Regions from separate parts of the Pan troglodytes genome. Here region 1 is linked to region 2. The links are chromatin contacts, called in public Hi-C maps. All regions are on one chromosome and are shown on one strand. The core of a region is the stretch at or near the end of the contact, and the rest is flanking DNA. Distances in the headings are between cores, read along the strand shown.

Region 1 (2,957 bases), core at 270-2,769, 190 kb before region 2:
GTCGGTGCCAGCCGACTCCCCCCACCCCACCCGGGCTCTTCCCCCGCGCGGCGCGGGCACTCACGCGTCCTCCAGGCAGTGCGCCGCGCTCAGCACCCACTGCTCCGCCACCAGGACGCCGCCGCACAGGTGCGCGCCGTTCAGCTGCACCGACGCCATGTAGGGCCGCGCGTGCGCCTCGGCCTCTCTGCCGCCCAGGATCCGACCACGGGGCGGCGCCGCTGTGGGTGGGCGGGCGCGTGAGGGCCGCGGGGTGGACTCCTCCCCCGGGCGAGGCTGCCTGACGGGATCCCAGCTCTCACCCCCCAGGCCGCTCCCCGCAAGAATCCCATCTCTGGGCGCGGTGGCTCACGCCTGTAATCCCAGCACTTTGTGAAGCCACGCGGGGGTGGGGCGGGGGGGTGCAGATCACGAGGTCAGGAGTTCGAGACCAGCCTGGCCAATATGGTGAAACCCCGTCTCTACTTAAAAAATAAATAAATAAATACAAAATTTAGTCGGTGTGGCCTATAATCTCAGCTATTCGGGAGGCTGAGGCAGGAGAATCGCTTGAACCCGGGAGTCGGAGTTTGCAGTGAGCCGAGATCGCACCACTGCACTCCAGCCTGGACGACAGAGCGAGACTCCCTATCAAAAAAAAAAAAAGAAAAAGAAAAAGAAAAAAAAGAATTCCGTTTCCGTCTTGGGGCCCCTCAGCGTTGCAAACTCAGATACCCTCCGGCGGGAATGCCCCAGAGTACAGAACCCACAGTGGGCTGGGGACCGGGGGCAGATCCCAGCGCCCTACCCTGGGCGCAGTGCCTTCCAGTTGGACATAAGAGAAATGGGGCTGACCCAACCAGTGCCTGGGCCAGCCAAGTCAGCCACGCAGATGAAGTTTTCCACGCAGACGTTCAGACTCTGTCTGCAAGAAAAGCTGACTCCAGAAAGTTCCGATTTCCAATCTGAATTTTCTAGAATTTTTCAGCGTTCAGAGCCTTCCATTAGTGAGGAGAGACACCCCCTTCCTGCCCACCTGGAGGGGCTGGAGGACCGTCCGTGTGACGGAGGGGAGCACCACGCCCCTACACAGCCCTGTCCCTCACCCCAGGCCCAGGCCTCCTCACCGCAGGCGGCCGCTCCTAGGAGGACCAGAACTGCCAGGCGCTCCCAGCTGTGCATGGTGAAGCCGCTGTGGCTGAGACACTGACCCAGGCAGGGCCCTGGGGGTGCTTTTATGAGGGTGGAGGGGGCGGGAGGCTCCCAGGGGCCTTGTCCGCCGGGTGGGCAGCGGCCCAGCTGGGGAAAGGGGAACCTGCCCGCCCAGCCTCCGCCCTCCGCGGGACTGGGTTACCTCCTGCCAGACTCACACCAGAGTCGACAAGTCGCTGGGAGACCCTCGGGCCTCTGTGAGCCTGACGGCCTGCTGGCCCTGGTGGGGGGCAGTCCCTCAGATGGGCAGGAGGCAGAGAGGGGGGCTGCACCCACCCCGGCCCCAACTTCACCAGACCCAGAGTTCCCCAGGGTGTTTCACAATCCTAGCTGGAGGCCACAGCGTGTAAACAACCCACTTCCTTGTCCTGCTACCCTCCCTTCTTTTCCTCCTCTATATTAGAGAGAAGGTCTGTTGGGGGTAGGAAGATCACTTGACACCCTTGTCTCTGTCCCTGTGGCCTCTGGGGCTTGACACCCTGACGAATAGAAAGTTGGAAAGGCCAGGGCAGAGGCAGCTGGGAAGACTGACTACAAGGGACAGGAAAACCCAGACAAACTGGGTGGAGACTGAATCATGAAAGTTATATGGAAAGTTCAGGGAATGTCCTCCTTCAGGTGTGGCTTGATCCAGGTGCCTGAACAATGTCCAGTGTCTGCCTCTGGCTTCTCCTTTCTTCTCTGATGGCTTCTCTCCTCACCAGCTTCCCCTGGTGTGTTTCCAGGGACCCCACACTCAACCCAGTGGCTCAGTGGGCCCCTCCTAAAATTCTTCCTCACTCCAGCCAAGTCTCAAGGGTGCCTTGGGTTGGTGGAGCCTGGATCACACGCCCCCTCCCAAACTGTTCACTGAGGGCAGGTTCTGATGAACAGAGTCAGGGCTGGCCGGGCACAGTGGCTCCCACCTACCATCCCGGCACATTGAGAGACCCAGATAGGAGCATCTCTTGAGCCCAGGAATTCAAGGCCAGCTTGGGGAAGACGGCAAGACCCCATCTCTACAAAAAAATTAAAATAAAATACTCAGAATCTGGGCCATAGGGCCTTCTGTGAGGTGGGGATTTGTGTGTGTTGTTTTTGTTTTATTACAGACAGGGTCTTGCTCTTTCGTCCAGGCTCGAGTGCAGTGGTGCAATCATAGCTCACTGCAGCCTCCTCGACCTCTGGGGCTCAAGTGATCCTCCCACCTCAGCCTCCAGAAGCGCTGGGACTGCAGGCCTGCTCATGGTGTAGCTCCATTTTTCACATCTGCCCCCCAGGGGCCAGCAGGATTCACCCTGCATTAATCCATGGTGCAGGGACCAGAAGGATGGGGATACCTTGTGGGGAGGACCTCGGACATCGTCCCCAGGGGGAGCAGCACACGAGGTTCCCCCGGCTTTTCTCTTCACCGTGGATCATTTCTTTCTTTTCTTTCCTTTTTTTTTTTTTTTTTTTTTTTTGAGACGGAGTCTCGCTCCTTCGCCCAGGCTGGAGTGCAGTGGTGTGATCTCAGCTCACTGCAAGCTCCGCCTCCCGGGTTCACACCATTCTCCTGCCTCAGCCTCCCGAGTAGCTGGGACTACAGGCGCCCGCCACCACACCCGGCTAATTTTTTGTATGTTTAGTAGAGATGAGGTTTCACCATGTTAGCCAGGATGGTCTCGATCTCCTGACCTCCTGATCCGCCCGCCTCGGCCTCCCAAAGTGCTGGGATTACAGGCGTGAGCCACCAAGCCTGGCCTCATTTCCTTCCTTCCTTTCTCTCTCTGTCTTTCTCTCTTTCC
Region 2 (3,174 bases), core at 165-2,664:
CCTGCGGGCCAGGGAACGGGGTGCTCTCCTGGGTCACTCCTGACACCCAGCTTCTGGCCCACCCACAGATGCATGCAGGTGGTGCTGAGTAGTTACGCACGGGATGATCTACCCCCACCCAGGAAGAAGGGGCAGAAAACCACATGGGTGTCCCCACCCTGGCTCCAGAACCCTGGAGATGTCTCCTCCCCTCTGAGCTCCACGTGCCCCCCCCCCACAGCCTCACCACCAACCCCCACCCACCCCAGGAGGTCCCTTCCTGTACCCTCCAAGCCCCCAGGCCAGGGGCTGGCACCCTGCCCAGCCCCTCAAACACCACCAAACACCAGGCACTGGGCATGTCAGGGTCAGCAGGCCCTGGAGCCGCTTCTCCCGCCTCTGCCCTCTGTCTAGACAGCACCCGAGGGCGAGGGCACGTGGAGCCCCGCGCCTGGCAGCCCCCCCACCGCCTGGCCCGCCTCTTACTCACTCCAACTTGGGAACATTCCCCTTGCATGAGCTCACTGTCTCCCCAGGGACGTGGCCTTCGGGGAGGGGGCTCTGCTCTCCCTTTGGCGCAGGGCTGGGGTGGGGTGGGGCTGCAGGGATGGGGGGTGGGGAGCCAGAGAGCCCCCCGTTTCTTCCCCCGTCCCTGGGGGCAGGAATGGCCACAGCCCCCATCCCAGAGCGCTTGCTGGTTCACAGACACTGCCAGGGACCAGCTTGGGGAACGCAGCACCTTGGCACCCATCATAGGAGGGGAAACTGAGGCCAGGAGTGGGACCGTCTCCTGCCTGGCGCCTCCCGGCAAGTCCCAGGTGTGAGACTCCATGCCCCGTCTACCCAGGACCCGGGAAAGCTCTCAGCCCCAGCTGGAGGGCCTGGCTCCCGACACCCAGCACTACCTCTCGGCACCAGGACCGACCCGGACGGTCGCTAGAACCCTGGCTTTGCCTGCTACAGGCTGTGTGACCCTGAGCCTCAGTTTCCCCATCTGGAAGACGGAGATGAGAGCTCCAGCACTATCGGGATGGCACAGGTTCAGGGAGGGGAGAGGTAGACACTAAGCGCTCAATAAATGTCAGCGGTCATTGTTATTAGAAACCTCTGCTCTGCTGACCTCTTGGTGACCCTCCTTCAGACCTTCCCGGCTCCAGCTTGCGCCGGACACCGCCCTCGCCCCCGCCGCCGCCGCGCCCCCCGACGTCCCCCCGGCCGCATTCCGCGCAGCCCCACGTGGGTGGCCCGCCCCGCCCGCCCCTCTGGCCGCCCCACTCACCGGGCGCGGGGTTCCCCGAGCCCATGGAGCTCACGAAGCCCACGGCCCAAGCCAGGGCCCCCCAGGGCAGAGGCCAGAGTGGCCCTGGCGCCCCGGGACGCATGGCGAACGCAGAGACGGCCGCGGCACCGACTTCCCAGCGCGCGGCCGGCGCTCCCTATAAAGGTCCCGCGGGCCGCGGGCGGGGCGGGGCGCGGGGCGGGGCGCGGCGCGGGAGTGGCGGGGGCGAGGCCGTGTCCCGCGCGGGGTGGGCAGGCGCCGGGCCCGGCCGCTGCGGGGGGCAGTTGGGGGCGAGCGCCCGGGTCCCTTTCCGGAGCCAGAGAATGCATTTGGGGAGATGTGGCTGGACCCAGGGCGGAACCGGGACAGGGGTGTGGGTTCGAGGTGGTGGCAGCCTTATGGGTGGATCGAGGGGCCGTCTCCAGGAGTCAAAGTGGGTTTGGGGGTCTTCAGTTTCAGGGGTGGCGGTGAGGTAACGGGGACCCACGAGGAGCACGTCTGTGGATCCCTGCATCCCGTTTCTGTGATTTGCATGTGGTCACTTTCATGGTCCAAGTGTGGTCTGAGCCCCCCAACCCGGCCTCCTTGTTCCCGACCCGCCCCACACACCCAAAACCTCAGCTGGATATGGTTCCCTGCTCACAGCGCGGGCCGCGCACCCGTCCACCTGGCCGCTGGAGCCGGCCTGTGGGTGGGGAGAGGTTGGGTGTGGGACAGAACGGGGTGCGGCCGGGACAGACCCAGAGACACAGCTCCTTCCAGCATTGCGGACAACAGCAGGCCTCGCCCAGCCACGGCCCCCAGGGAGGCCACTGCGTGTGTGTGTGTGTGTGTGTGTGTGTGTGTGTGCGCGCGCGCGCGCGCACGCCTGGCCTTTGTCCTGGGCCCCTGGGCAGCTCTGCCCCATCAGCCCTCCAAGCCTTTGCAGACATTCCCCCAGGTCACCTCAACAAGAATGTTTACTAGGTTTTTTCCTCTCCCTCCAAGATTCAGCAAACACTGTTTCCAGCAGAGGCGTTTCCAACAATGTATGACAGCGACATCTGCGTGGGCCTGGAGGCGCTGCGCCCGAGGGGGCTTTCGTGCAGCCAGACACATTTCCTACTCTGGAGCTGATTCTGTCATGGGGGCTTCCAGATTTGTCAGGCGCCCTTGGCGAGCGCAGGGGAGCCCCTCTGTTCCTGCTTCTAGGGCATCAGTGAACATCTCTGTTGGCCAGAGGGACCCTGCGGGGTGCTGGGGTGCCACGGTGACCAAGGCAGACCCCATCACACCCTCACCGAGCTCCTGGTTTGGACAATAAAATGCAGAGACAAATTAATCTATAACTTCAAGGAGTGGTAAATGCTTTCAGGAAAATACAGAAGGTTGAGGTGGTGGAGAGCGGTTGGGTGTCTGCTGGGCATGCCTGTGTCTGGCCACTCGCTGTGCTGGCATTGCCCACCCCGCAGGTGGAAACGGACGTGTCCAGCAGCCCCACGGCACAGCCCCTTCTCTGGCCTGAGTGAGATCTGTGCCCACAGAAGACACACCTGTACCCTTTCCTCCACCTTAGCTGCCCAGCCTGACTGTGTCCCCCAGCAGCCAGTGGCCAGGGGCCAAGTTCTGCCTTAGTGGCACTGAGGGGGGACACCCCGCTGTCTCGACCTGGCCTTGGCCTCTGGCATTTCCCCTGGGAATCTCCCTGGCTTGGGGAGCAGGGCAGGGACGGGACCCTGTATTCTCACTGAGGGGGGACACCCCGCTGTCTCGACCTGGCCTTGGCCTCTGGCATTTCCCCCGGGAATCTCCCCGGCTTGGGGAGCAGGGCAGGAACGGGACCCTGTATTCTCACTGAGGGGGGACATCCCGCCGTCTCGACCTGGCCTTGGCCTCTGGCATTCCCCCGGGACTCTCCCGGGATTGGGGAGTGGGGC

The links. Hi-C and Micro-C count contacts between places; a contact is called where the count stands out from the background.
Region 1: a contact with region 2 is called in a Hi-C map of stem cell-derived neural progenitor cells, with 1.9 times the contacts expected there. The contact joins the promoter of CFD here to the promoter of FSTL3 in region 2. A contact is called at or near these places in 1 of 7 Hi-C or Micro-C datasets (stem cell-derived neural progenitor cells) and 1 of 1 datasets of contacts at active chromatin or transcription factors (stem cell-derived excitatory neurons).

Annotation. Positions count from the first base shown.
Region 1 is chr20:3,143,655-3,146,611 of NHGRI_mPanTro3-v2.0_pri, reverse strand. It overlaps CFD (complement factor D), which reads right to left and starts at 1,519. Exons shown (of 5, transcript XM_054673893.1): 1 at 1,107-1,519; 2 at 65-221. The coding sequence starts at 1,161.
Region 2 is chr20:2,955,143-2,958,316 of NHGRI_mPanTro3-v2.0_pri, reverse strand. FSTL3 (follistatin like 3) reads right to left here and starts at 1,414. Exons shown (of 6, transcript XM_054674184.1): 1 at 1,259-1,414; 2 at 1. The coding sequence starts at 1,361. It overlaps LOC104003221 (a long non-coding RNA gene), which reads left to right. Exons shown (of 2, transcript XR_675787.2): 2 at 2,246-2,586.